4 separate regions of the Pan troglodytes genome follow, and all the other regions are linked to region 3. Evidence: chromatin contacts called from public Hi-C data. All regions are on one chromosome and are shown on one strand. Each heading gives the region's core, a stretch centred on a gene start, on an enhancer-like site or on the middle of the called end of the contact. The rest is flanking DNA. Distances are from core to core; before and after follow the strand shown.

Region 1 (3,216 bases), core at 44-2,543, 240 kb after region 3:
ACTGAAATATAAATGTTGTATAACATTTAAAGATACATGAAAACACTCGGAAAAAAAATTTAAGAAATTGCCTACTGTTTTCTTAGATATTTGAGTGAGACCCAAGGGTTAACATTTATTATCCATCATTCAGTACAATTTGAAACAAAACAATGGGAGCCTGTGGGTCATTAATTTGGTTCAAGGGGTTATCGTGCCCAAGTCTAACCCAGTGTTCTTCACAGCTTTGCCCAACACTGGGTTTTCCCCTGCACTCTCCACCCCACGCCCCCTGTCAACATGACTGATGAATTCAATATCCCCCTCTTTCCAGCTGACGAGTCATTGAGCTGACTCCAATCAGCAGGATCCCCTGGTCGCCTGACTCAGGCCTCCCCAATCAGAGGTAGAGTCTGCGGTGGACGGACAGACAGGTCCGGAGAGGCTGGTAAGTAAGAACTCCCAGAGTGCCTCCGCCAAGAACCGATTTGAAGAGGTTGCCATTCACTCTGTCAGGCTGCGTGTGGGATTCATCAGGACCCAGCCTCGCTCTCTTTCACCCCCCATCAATGTGCCCTAAAGGATTTTTCTTTAAACCTGATTGCTTGGAAGGCATTGTAAGTCCACTGCTTTGTGATTCATCAATCCATGACAGCTCATTATTCCAGAAGCATTTAGGCCCAAAACCAGGAGAGAGGGAAAGGTTTCTTGGTGCCATAACGGGACAAAGGTTCACTGGCTTATTGATTCATGTCACAAATATTTACTCAGCCTGCTATTTAACTATGGAGATGAACTAGGAGGTGGATATTTGCTGGTGGGCCTCACTGTAAAGAAATCCCACTCAACAAAGTGGAGTCCAGAAATTCTGACTTAAGTACTATTAATATTGAACTTCTGAGAAAAGCATTTTACATACATCACCTGACTGACTCTATGATATCTCTGTATGTAATACAGTATCTTTATTTTACACATGAGAAAACGGAGGCTCACAGGGGCTCAGTGGCTTATTCAAGTTCCATAGCTAGAAGGCAGCAGAAATGGGATTCAACCTGTCTGACTCCAAATCCCATGCACTTAACCATTTTTTACTGCATTACTTGTTCCCACATTTTTTTTTTTAGTTGTTGATAGGTTAAAAGGAAAACAAAGCTGTTTATGGAAGCATTTGAAAAATATAATACTCTCAGTTGTAAGAGAATACTGTAGTATTGAGTTATCTGGAATTGCACGGGATGTAACATTCAATGGACAATGGAGCATTTGGTGGCCTGACCTCTCTTCCAAGTTCAGGAGGCCTCTCAAGTTTCAGTCATCAAGGCTCCCCTGGAGCACTGGGATTCTGAACTATTTCCTTATGTACTTCTCCTGGGCTGAGGCTCCTGAGTGTGGCTGAACCTGGTGGCACTCTTCTGCCACATAGAGATGAGGTCAGCCTGGACACTGCCCTGGGGTTTTAATCTAAATAACCACTGGATTAGGCTGCATTCAAGCTGGCAAAAATGTTTATTTCTTATATCTACTTGAAGTAAGCTTCCTTTCCAACAGCCCCCACTAAAAGAGAAGGGATAGAGGGCTTGTCTGTGTTCAGAGAAATCTCTCTTGTATTCATTAGCTGTCGGTAATAGAGGCTGAGTTTTTCAGATCCAAAAGACATGGAGATAGGATATTAAGAGACAATATGGAGTAGCAGAAAATGTATTGAGCTGGGAGTCTTACTCTAGGTCAGAGTCCCTTGTATTCAATACTTCACTCACTGTGTCACTTTGGGCAAGTTGCTTAACTTCTCTGTTTTCATTTTTACATCTATAAAATGGAGATGATAATACTTCTTTATCTTACAGAGTTATTGTGCAAGTCATATATAATAATAATTTTATTCATTCATTCAGTAACTGCTAGAAACTTGATATAATGATGAATAAGACAGTCATAGTCTATGCTCATGAAGCTTACAGTCTAGTGGGAGAGATAGATATAAATCAATCTTGATGGAGAAGTAGTTGTTCAAACAAAAGTTATGAAAAAGTATTATAAGAAAGAAATATAGGGTGCTGTGAGGGCCTATGGCTGAAAGTGTCATTGAAAATGAAACTAGAGGGATGAGTCATAGGTGGTGGAATTAAAGGGGAGAGGAAGGGCATTTTGCTTAAGTAAAGCAGCATGCATGCAGTTGCAATGGAGTTTTGCACAAACCAAGAACGGAGAGAAAGTCAATGTGTAACATGACCATATGGTCCTGTTTTCTGTGGATAGTCCCTTTGTAAACCCAGTGTATTCATTAATAGAGCTTTTTTGCACTCCCTAAAGCATCTCTACTGGATGGAGAAATAATAGTCATCTCATTAATGTGGCTGGTGTGTAGTGAGCAAAGTGGGATGTTAGGCTAAACAGGTTCACTTAGATAGATCCAAGCTTTGTAGATCATATTAAGGAGTTTGGTCTTTACTTCAAGAGCAGTAGGCACCAACTGGAGCTTAAAAATTAGATCAGAATACTAGTTAACATTTATTTAGTATTGCTACTTGCCTGTATTATGCAATATGCTTTAGAAGACAGAGGTGCCATTGCAATCTCCATTTTATATACGAGGAAACTGAGCCTTGTACAGATCAAGGGACTTGCCCAGGGCCACATGATGATTAGTGGCGGAGTGCTGATTTAAAGCCAGATGTCATTCCCAAGACTAGGTATTTAATCTCTCTGACACTGACTCCCAGTGTGGAAGCCTTTAGCTATAAATGCATTCTGTTCAAAAGCTACTTCTTTTCTGAGCACTTAGCCAACTTTCATATAGGCATGTTGAAGTAAATTGAAGCCTTCACAGCAACATCTCCCTACTCTATGAAACAGTAGAACTGAGTGCTAGAACGGACGTCAAAATAGCAGCAATGAAACCCACTGTGGCATCAGTATTTAGGATTCAGGCCCTGGTCCTTCCAGCTGTGACCTGAGTAAAGCCACTTCACTTTCTCAGAATCCATTTGACAACTCTCTAACAGGACAAACCTAGTCCTTTACCAGGAAGAAGACACCAAATGTGAAAGGGCCCTGCGAACTGGAAAATGCAATAGTGGTAACAACAACCAAACCCAAGAAAAACCTTTGTTAGGAGCTTTCTTCTTACCAAAGGACTGTGTTAAGTGATTTATGGAAATTTTTTTCCATTTACCCTTCAAAATTACCCCACAAAATAGGCACTATTGTCATCACCATTTAACACATGTGTAATCT
Region 2 (3,054 bases), core at 203-2,702, 170 kb after region 3:
AGTAGCCATTTTCTCCATGGAAAACCATTTTCCTGGAAAGAACGATTGACAGACACACTGCAGTTATTCAGCCATGGGTAGTTGGCAGACACACACCTGCACACACACCCACACACACACCTACACACACCCACACACACACGCACACACATCCACCCACACATATATATATTTAAATGATGAAGTCAGAGCTGTTACTTCGAGGAAAACAAATGACAGTATGTACGGCCAATTATAAAATTTGAGAGTTCAAATGAAAAACTGGGATTTTGGAAAACTTGTATCCTTCACTGTGAGCTGGTTTCAGATTCCACATGGCAGTGACCCTTTAAAAATCCACCACTTGTCAAGTTTTGGTGTACTATCAAAGAGGAATGTCCACAGTTATCTGAATAGATTATTAAAATACTTCTCCCTTATTCAACTTCATGATGTGTGAGGCCAGGTTTCTTCATATCCTTTAATCAAATAACACATGACAATAGGCTGAATGCAAAAGATATGTGAATCTGCTTTGTATGTTAATAAGTCAGACATTAAAGATATTGCAAACGTGAAACAATGGCATTCTTCTTACTAATTTTGCTACGGATTTTTTTTCATTAAAATTTATTATTTAGATTAACATGTAACAGATTTATTATTGTTATTTTAAGGGAATTGATAAATGTTTTTAAAAGTTCTCTAATTTCTGACTTGATAAATATCACTAGACATGACCCACATAAACAAAACCTCTTTAGAATCCTGTCATTTTTAAGAGTGTAAAGGAGGCTCAGTTCAAATCTTGGTTCTGCCATTTACCAACTGTGCTATCCTGGGCAAGTTACTTAACTGCTCTGTGCCTCAATTCCTTTATCAATCAAATAGAGATAATTTTAACCTATCTCTTATAGATAAGTTGTAATAATTAAGCTTAACATATATAAAGTGCTTAGAACAGCTCCTGGTATATAACAAGTGTTATATAAAGATTCTAATGATAATAGTTACTATAACACAGCATTGTAGTGCTGTGTTATAATAGCTATTGGTTATGGTCTGTGTTCCAGTCTGTTTTCCCCACCTGAGGCCTTGGGGCAGGCTGTGTGGCTCCCCCAAGATCAGGGTCTGCTGTCTCTGATTGATCTCTGAGTCCTAGCACAAAGCTTGGCACCCATTAGGTAGTCATAAAGTTTGGTGAGGAAATTAATGAGTAGTTGGGGGAAGGCAGGACAAATTCCAGACATTCCTGATAGACAACGAAGTTCCCCTATGAAGAGGCTAAAATCCTAAGTGGTAAGAGTGAGACTGTAAGTGGAGGTGGAGGCACAAACGGGAACTGGATTGAGGTGGGAGCAGGTAGAGTGAGAGTCTCAAACATGTGCAGTAACTGACGGAATAGCCCCTTATGACATACAGCCTGATGCCTGGTGAGGTGTGCCAGGCTGAATGAAGACACCAGGTGAGACTGGCCCCACCTGCTGATGGGGCTGGGTAACACAGCCTGCTTTATTCCACCTGGATGGCCTCCGAACCTTCAAGACACCTTGGTTAATAACGGGAATCTCTGCATCTGCCGCCGCACTGTATGGGGCTGGGGAGATCAGAGAGAGAAGAGTTAGGCTGAAGCACTAAATATTAGTCTCTCATAATTTCCGGATCTACATTTTACATGACTTGGCGTGTTTGACCGTGTTGTACTTGTAAATGGTTACCTCAGTTATTTTTGGACATCCAGGAAGAAAGGGGAAAAATGTAGCTCAGTACCTACCCTGCGTCAAGCATTTGATTAATGCTTTCACATGTAAACCTCAAGACCACCTCATGAGGAAAGTGCCCTTATACCCATATTGGATATGAAGAAACTGAAGCTCAGGGGATGTAAGTAATGTCTCTGTGGTCACACTGCTAATTGGTGGTCTAGCTGGGATTTGAACCCAAGTCTGTGTGAATACCATGTCCCTACCCTTTAAAAAAGCAAATTTTATTTTATTTTCTATTACACAAGTAAGGCATATTATCTAAAATTGAGAAAATACCGATAAGTAAAAAAATAAAAATTATCCATAAATTCTGCCATTCAGATATAAGAGCTACAATCACATTGGTATGTCTTTCCAGACTTTTTTTCCCCATGTATATATTTGTAACCAGCTTTTCTGCTTAACGATATATCATAAATGTCTTTCTGCATCTATAAACGTATTTCTGTATCATTTAAAAAGACTGCATAGTATTTCATTTTATGAATGAACTGTTTATTTAACTGATCTTCCGTTGCTAAATATTTAGGTTATATCTAGCTTTTTACTAATATTAAAAATGCTGCAGTAAGCATCCTTGTAGTTTAATCTTTGTGTGTATTTTTACTTCCTTGGGATAAATTCCTAGAAGTGAGATTGATGATTAAAAGTGCATTTTGGTTTCAAAGACATTTCAATATACTATATTGCCAACTTGCCCTACCCCCCAGGAAACTTATAAACATTTATTTCCCACTACAAGTGTGTGAATATTCCTGTTTCCCTGCACCTTCAACAAAAAGTGGGTATAAAAAGATGTTTGCTTGTTGGATAGCCAAACAAAATATTTGTTTTAGTAAGTCCATATTCTTTCAATCTCACTTTCTTGCCTCTTGATCCAGTTTGAGTAATGCTCTGTATTAGGATATGAAAAGTCTTAATATGTTGGTTACCCAAGGTAACCAGGTAACCACTCCTGCCTGAGCCGAGTTGGGTAGAAGTGGTGAGGGAGCCACGTGGGAGGGAAGGTATGAGTCTGAGTTTGGTGAGGCAGTAGGACAGGTTGGATGGAGAGGGGCTGGGTGCTGGTAATTGTGCTCACGCACTGGTTAGAGAGTGGTCCAACTACACAGGACTCACCTGCCAAAGTGTGCTTGCTCCCTGGAGATTCTGTTGGGCAGTCCAGACAGAGAGCTGGTGCTAAGAAATCCACCAGGGGAGCAAGGTCGATCACGGGAAAGAGGTGTACTGGCATCCCAGCAGGAGGCAGACAGTAGGGAGCAGACATCCATTCCTGTGGGCAGCAGCCCACAGGAATTGGGGAGAAGAA
Region 3 (3,432 bases), core at 276-2,775:
CTAGAGAGATGCCGCGGCGCTGATAACCTACACAATTTGCTAGTCTTTACCATCTGTAACACCAAATCAGGCTGAGATAGGCTCATGCCTGTAATCCTAGCACTTTGGGAGGCCGAGGCAGGCGATCATGACGTCAGGAATTTGAGACCAGCCTGACCAACATGGTGAAGCCCCATCTCTACTAAAAATACAAAAATAGCCGTGTGTGGTGGCACGAGCCTGTAATCTCAGCTACTCAGGAGGCTGAGGCAAGAGAATCCCTTGAATCCAGGAGGCGGAGATTGCAGTGAGCCAAGATTGAGGCACTGCACTCCAGCCTGGGTGATAGAGTGAGACGCCATCTCGGGGGGAAAAAAATAGTTATAAGCAAAGAGTTGACAGTGAAGTTAATTCTGTGCAGGAATGAAGAAAGTACTCAGAGAGGAGGTGACATTTCAGAGGATACTAAAGCAAGAGAAGCATTTCCCTAACTAGAGGAGGAAAGGGTATGCATTATAGGCAGAGCGTGCAGGAGAGCAGGGGTGTGGAGTGTGAAAGGATTGTACCAGAAAGGGCAATTGTACCAGAAAGGGTTGATGGTGGCTGCATATAAAGTTATCAAAACCCAAAACAAGTCAGTGTAAGAAAGAACATGATTCATATAATGTATCAAAAAGCTACAAATATTTCCATTTCTGAATGCACACAAAGAACCACCTGGAAAAAACATCCATTTATTGTCCACTGTGCCCAGGTCCATGCTAGGCACTATAGAAGATACAAGGGAAGGCCCTTGCCCTGGAAATGTTTATTCTCTATCTGGAAAAAAGATTAACTCACATAAAATAATTAAAAATAAGATGCCAGCCTCTAAGGAAAAATGTTAGATTGTCTGAAACTCAAGCAGAGAGCATTTTGGCTGCCCTGGAATTCCCCATAGTAGTAGAATTACTCTTGGGGCCAAGAGAGGGGTTGCCTGAGACTCCTTCACCCAGAAAAAAGGTAATTGCTAACCCTCACAGAGCACTTCCTATGTACTGGGCACTGTTCTAGGAGCTTATACGGATTAACAAATTAAGTCTTCACAACCACCCTATATGAAAAGGAACAGTTATCTCTAGTTACATACGGGGAAACTGAGGCACGGAGTCACAGGATTGAAATCCAGGAGATGTGGTTCCACAGTCGTGCAGTCTTTTTCATTTTAGTATTCTCAAAATCTAGCGTAGTACCCGGTGTTGGATGTTAAGATCTTAAACAAACAAACAACTCGTTTTCCTTAAAAATTATATTTTCAGGGTAATACAATTCAAGTCACAATAAAGACCTGAAAGCCTCAGGTTTGTAGGTGAGGAAAAATGCATTTTAGCTGTACAGCCCTAACTTTTACTTGACCCAAGGCCAGCAAGAAAACGTTTCTTTTTATTTATATATATTTTTTCTTTGGTGACAATTTGGTGTTTCTGAACGCTAGGGGCTCCCGGTTTCTCTGGTTTGAGAGTAACTTTTCCTTTTAGGACTTTTTTTTTTTTTTTTTTTGAAGGGGGTGGGGGAAAATGTGGCCTTAATTATCCTACGTCTTAGGCAGCTTAAGGAAGGGGCTGTGCTTTCGGAATCCCATCCGAGCCAAGTAAGGAGGTCCCTCTCTCTCTCTCCCCCCACGTCTTCTCTTTTTAAAGGACCTCGTGAAATAAAAGTGCAGAAAACAAACCCAGGCGATCACAGCAGCAGCCGCCGCGGCAGCAGCACCAACAGCAGGAGGAGCAGGAGGAGCCGGAGGAGGAGGAGGAGGAGGAGGAGGAGGCAAAGTTAGAGTTGGGGCTGGCGCTCCGGAGTTGCTGGGCTCAGCGCAGCTCCCATTCATTAAGGAACCAGCTGCGGAGGAAGGTGGCCGAGCGCCCGCGCTGCCCACTCGCTCGCTCGCGCACTCAGACGCGCGCCAGAACAGCGCGCCCCAAGCTGCGCAGCTCTGCAAAAGTTTCTGCTCGGGATCTGGCTCTCTTCCCCTTGGACTTTCGAACGATTTAGGGTTGAGAGAGGAAAGCAGAGGCGCGCAGGAGGAGCAGAAAACACCACCTTCTGCAGTTGGAGGCAGGCAGCCCCGGCTACACTCTAGCCGCCGCGCCCGGAGCCGGGGCCGACCCGCCACTATCCGCAGCAGCCTCGGCCAGGAGGCGACCCGGGCGCCTGGGTGTGTGGCTGCTGTTGCGGGACGTCTTCGCGGGGCGGGAGGCTCGCGCCGCAGCCAGCGCCATGCAAAACTACAAGTACGACAAAGCGATCGTCCCGGAGAGCAAGAACGGCGGCAGCCCGGCGCTCAACAACAACCCGAGGAGGAGCGGCAGCAAGCGGGTGCTGCTCATCTGCCTCGACCTCTTCTGCCTCTTCATGGGTGAGCCCAGCCCCGCTGTCCCTCGGCCCCTCGGCCCCTCGTCCCTCGGCGCGCGTCCCAGCCCAGTCCGGGGCCGCGCAGCGCCGCGCCGCGCCGTCAGCTCCGGGGGGCCCCCGCAGCCTTCCTGGGGAGCCTTCGCGCCGCCCAGGCCCGAAGCCCCCGCCCTCCCCGATCCCACCGACTTCTTGGCCTGTACTTGAGGGGGTCTGGGCGTGCTTAAGCGTTCGTGGGCAACTGTTAAACCAGCTCAGTAAAAGTCGTCTCCACGTTGGAAGCCCGGGCGGAATCCCGCGGAAGGTGTGGGTTCGTCCTTTTAGCGTAGGGGAAGTTGGTTGAGCCGTGCTCTAGAGCCAGCGTATAGCTAGCTGGTCGCCCTCCATCCGAGTGAAATGGATCGCCCCGAGAGTCGGGCTCCTGCCTGGAGCCAAGCTGCCTTCCCGGCGGCTGTATGTAAACATCCAGCCCTTCCGCCTTTGCTGCCCAGGCTCGCCAGACTGGCTAGCCGGCCTTTTCACTTGCTTCTCTCCTGTAGGTGCTTTCCCCGGGCTTGGTGCTGGGCACGGCTTCAGCAATCACTTGAGTGCCTACTGTGTGCCAGGTGGTAGGCGGCTTCACGGGCATCAGTTTTAGCTCGCCCACTCTCTGACTCGGTGCAGCAGGGGTGATGAGCCCCATTTCCCTGATGGGCACATTGAGGCACTGGGAAAGCCAGCTGCGATCTTGTTTGGGGACCACAAATTTAATTGCGCCCCCAGAAAGTTGAGGCGATGGTCCACTTCTGTTTTCCAAAGTCGTTGGAAGCCACAGCTGGAAGAGCGGTGGGAGTTAAAGGAATTGGAGTGGGAGGGTGAGGAGGATTTATGAACTCGGTAGGGGAGGGAGAAAGCGCTTCACACGAATGAACAGGACTTCCAAGGTTGAAGTCAGCCTAGGATTGTTTTTTTTAAAGCGAATCATGGTGTAATGGAAAACGCACAGTACTTGTCATCAGAACACTGCCACTCTTGCCACTTGCTGGGTGTGCCACTTAACTGCCTCATGGGCCTCAGTTTCCTCAGCAG
Region 4 (3,265 bases), core at 378-2,877, 140 kb after region 3:
CTCTAACTCCAGGCAGGAGCTGGGGGGTCTGAGCAAATGCACAGCTGCGTGCAATCCATGTAGGTGTCAAAGGATCAGGGAGGGCAGAGGGGAGGCAATTTTTGAGCAAAAATATTGAACTCTGAGTAAGTGTACACTTAAGGGGGAAGGAGGGAAAATTCATGGTAGGCAGATGAAACACTTAAGCAAAAGCCTAGCATGTTAAAGAACGAGGCTCGCTGGGGGAAGAGCAATTAGCCTGCATTCCTGGAGCTCTGCTGTGTGGGGGAGGGGAGGGGAGTGGGGAGGTGAGGCTGGGAAGGTGGGGTGGACTCTCTGGAGACTTTTCTAAAAGGAGGGGAAGAGCCGGTTGTCAGTCTTATCAAGCAGGGACTCAGCTTTTGTCCCCAGCACAGGCCCAGCTCCTTTGATCCGCAGCAAGGCCATTGTTTCCCCGGCAGTGGCCTCTCTGCTTCACAGGGGAAAATGTGGTCTTTGTTCTCCTGAGACTTTTTATCCAAGTCCTGCCCTGGTGGGGACAAGCCGGGCGGGGCTCCATGTGAGGATCCAGTCTCTGGCAGCTGGGGGACAAGGGCAGCCCCTGTACCCTTTCCTCTGCCTTGCGTGGGCTACACAAAGCCCTTAGAATCCTCTTGCTCAGTACAAATCATGCTGGGTTGGGGGTGGAGAGAGAATTGTGGGCAAACACTTTCAGCTTCTTTATTTTGAAAAATTGTTTTGTTTCCAGCTCAATCATAGTATAAATCAAGTGCAGTAAGTCCTGGTAAAAAACTAGGTTTGATCTTACCTGAACCACTTACTGGCTGTGTCACCTGGGATAAGACATTTCACCTTTGGAGTCACAGTTACTTTCTCTGCAAAATCCAGAAAATAATACTATTTACTGCACAGCATTGCAATGAGGTTGATGCATTCATTCATTCATTCCTTATCTATTAAGCACCTGCTCCGTGTCAGGCACTGTGTAGTTCATTCTCCAGTGTTTCTTTAGTGCCTGGGCACAGAGTAGGTGTCAGGCACTAAAGAAACATTGGAGAATGAAATGGACTTGATTGTGCCCCACCCCCACCACCCCATGAAGCTTACAAGGGAAGGAAGACATTAAACATATGCTTGCACATGTAAGTATTGCAAGAAGAAATACAGCTTGCTACGAGACAGGACTTCACTGAGTCTTGGCTGGGGGTGGGACAATCAGGGAAAGCGCCCCTAGAAAAGCGATGCTCATGTTAAGATTTGAAAGACATGGATAAAAAGAGCCTGGTCCATGAGAGATGGCCTGAAAATGTTAGTTCCCACCCCCTCTGCCTTGGATCAGATCCCTCACCAACACCTGCTGGGTGTGAGTGGGCTTAAGAAGCTCCCCCTCCCCTCTAGGGAACTTAGCTGAAAAGAAGTGGATTCTGGGAATTGCTTCCAGGGGCCTGGAAATTGATGAAGACACATACAAGGGAATGAACATGGGGCCAGCTGTGACATTTTCTGTGTGCCTTAATGAGAAGTGCTGGGGCTGTACTACCCGGAGCTGAACTCTTGGCCCAGCTTGCCAGGCTGGAGGAGGAGGGGGAGTTGCTTCACAGACTGCAGGGCTTTGTGAGGGGAAAACAAATGGGTCTGTAACTTGATCGAGGCAGAGGGGAGGCTGCCAGAGCTGTGAGCCTGAAGAATAGCTTTCAGAGGAGTGTCAGGGGAGGAGGCAGCCTCTTCCCTCAAGCTAGGGGATGTGCAGAGCAGAGCTGGCTCTTGGAGCATCCCCAAATCTGGATTGTGTGGGCCATGCTGCTCTGGGCACCCCTGGGCTGAGTTACTCACCTATATCCAGTACTTTGTACGAGCCAGGGGCATTTACAGAGGGTATCAGAGTTAGGCCTTGCAGCAACCCTAATGGGTGGGGGGTACTTCTACCCCAATTTTGCAGATGGGAAAGCTGAGGTTCAGAGAAGTCAAGTAACTTGCCTGAGGCCACACAGCTAGGAGTGGTGAAGGTGAGATCTATATTTAGTTCAGTATGACTTTAAATCCATCTTCTTCCTTATATATCATGCTGCTAGATAATTTTTTGATCAATATTTCCCTCTGAATTTTTAAAATGTAATAATGATAAGAGTCCCTTGTATGTAATATGTTTAACAAAGAACTCTTGCAAATGCCATGATGCTTGCCCTGTGAGTTGAAATGTTTTTATCCTCAGATTAGAGATGAGGAAATGGAAGGTCAGCGAACCTGGTGGATCTCTTAATGCCACACAGCAAGGAAGTCAGGGAGCTGGGTAGATGCCAAATCTCTTGCACTTTCCACCACTGTCTTGAGACCCAGGTGGGCTCTTCAAGGTATCCGCTGACATCCAGACCTTCTGATCCTTAAAATTAAAAGCCCAAGCACAGTCAGTTTGTTTTTCTAACAGACTCAGAGTGTTCACTCTTTCTGACTCTTGATAAAGCCAGCAGTCAAAATCTCCTTTCCTGGGGCCCCTCCTTCTGAGAAAGGGATGGTTAGCCATGTGTATTTTTCACTGGGGCTCCCACAAAGAATGTGCATATAATACGAAACATATGTCATTTGTGCTTGTGGGAGTGCCCCTACCCCATGCCCTTCCCTGCACAGCTGGGAGCCCCATCTGCAGGAACCCTGTGCAGGGGGATGGAACCATACACACCTAGAGAGGGGCCCGCCAGACCTGCCCACCTCCTGCAGGCAGAACTGGGTACTGATCCCCTCTGCTCTCCTCACTTCTCCATGGGATTCCTGGTCCCACCATGTTTTCATTCTTGGCAAAGAACGGTGGGGCTGGGATTCAAATCAGGTGTGTCTGAGGTCAAGTGTGAAACATACCTTGCATGGGCTACAGACATATCAGTGGATGAATTAAAGAATGAACTGGGGAAGAACACTTCTGCCTCTGGTTTCTATGCAGTAGGTGCTGTTTAAAGTTTACTGGAGGAAAGAATAAGTACATCCTGATGGGGGAGCTTCATAGTGGGTGTGTTTCAGGAGAACTCTGGAGCTAAAGGAAGCACATTGGTATTTTGTCCTTTCCCTTCTTAGAAGATAGATTGTCAGGCACAGTGGTTCTTGAATTTGGGGTATATTGGCATCACCTGGAGGGTTAGTTAAAGTACAGATTGCTGGCCCCACCCTGGTCTTTCAGATTCCATGGGGCCAAGGGTAGGGCTGGAGAATTTGCATTTTTAACAAGATCTCATATGATGTGATGCTGTTGGTTTAGGGCCACACTTTGGGAACTACTGGTGTGTAGGAAGAAAGA

Evidence for each region. Hi-C and Micro-C count contacts between places; a contact is called where the count stands out from the background.
Region 1: a contact with region 3 is called in a Hi-C map of stem cell-derived neural progenitor cells, with 2.2 times the contacts expected there. The contact joins the enhancer-like site here to the promoter of PLPP3 in region 3. A contact is called at or near these places in 1 of 7 Hi-C or Micro-C datasets (stem cell-derived neural progenitor cells), 1 of 1 datasets of contacts at active chromatin or transcription factors (stem cell-derived excitatory neurons) and 1 of 1 other capture datasets (stem cell-derived neural stem cells).
Region 2: a contact with region 3 is called in a Hi-C map of induced pluripotent stem cells, with 2.3 times the contacts expected there. The contact joins the enhancer-like site here to the promoter of PLPP3 in region 3. A contact is called at or near these places in 1 of 7 Hi-C or Micro-C datasets (induced pluripotent stem cells) and 1 of 1 datasets of contacts at active chromatin or transcription factors (stem cell-derived excitatory neurons).
Region 4: a contact with region 3 is called in a Hi-C map of stem cell-derived neural progenitor cells, with 4 times the contacts expected there. The contact joins the enhancer-like site here to the promoter of PLPP3 in region 3. A contact is called at or near these places in 1 of 7 Hi-C or Micro-C datasets (stem cell-derived neural progenitor cells) and 1 of 1 datasets of contacts at active chromatin or transcription factors (stem cell-derived excitatory neurons).

What each region holds. Positions count from the first base shown.
Region 1 is chr1:174,645,323-174,648,538 of NHGRI_mPanTro3-v2.0_pri, forward strand. It overlaps LOC112204411 (a long non-coding RNA gene), which reads left to right. Exons shown (of 3, transcript XR_002938065.3): 2 at 314-427. Among named protein-coding and RNA genes, the nearest start is that of PLPP3, 240 kb to the left of the region's middle. Within about 2 kb of position 1,294, at least 3 of the 24 cell types and tissues checked have an H3K27ac peak or open chromatin away from gene starts, as enhancers often do. A contact at or near this core is called in stem cell-derived neural progenitor cells and stem cell-derived neural stem cells, where this site is marked.
Region 2 is chr1:174,571,154-174,574,207 of NHGRI_mPanTro3-v2.0_pri, forward strand. No RefSeq gene overlaps it. Among named protein-coding and RNA genes, the nearest start is that of PLPP3, 170 kb to the left of the region's middle. Within about 2 kb of position 1,453, at least 1 of the 24 cell types and tissues checked has an H3K27ac peak or open chromatin away from gene starts, as enhancers often do. A contact at or near this core is called in induced pluripotent stem cells, where this site is marked.
Region 3 is chr1:174,401,231-174,404,662 of NHGRI_mPanTro3-v2.0_pri, forward strand. PLPP3 (phospholipid phosphatase 3) reads left to right here and starts at 1,526. Exons shown (of 6, transcript XM_016919260.3): 1 at 1,526-2,371. The coding sequence starts at 2,233.
Region 4 is chr1:174,544,689-174,547,953 of NHGRI_mPanTro3-v2.0_pri, forward strand. No RefSeq gene overlaps it. Among named protein-coding and RNA genes, the nearest start is that of PLPP3, 140 kb to the left of the region's middle. Within about 2 kb of position 1,628, at least 14 of the 24 cell types and tissues checked have an H3K27ac peak or open chromatin away from gene starts, as enhancers often do. A contact at or near this core is called in stem cell-derived neural progenitor cells, where this site is marked.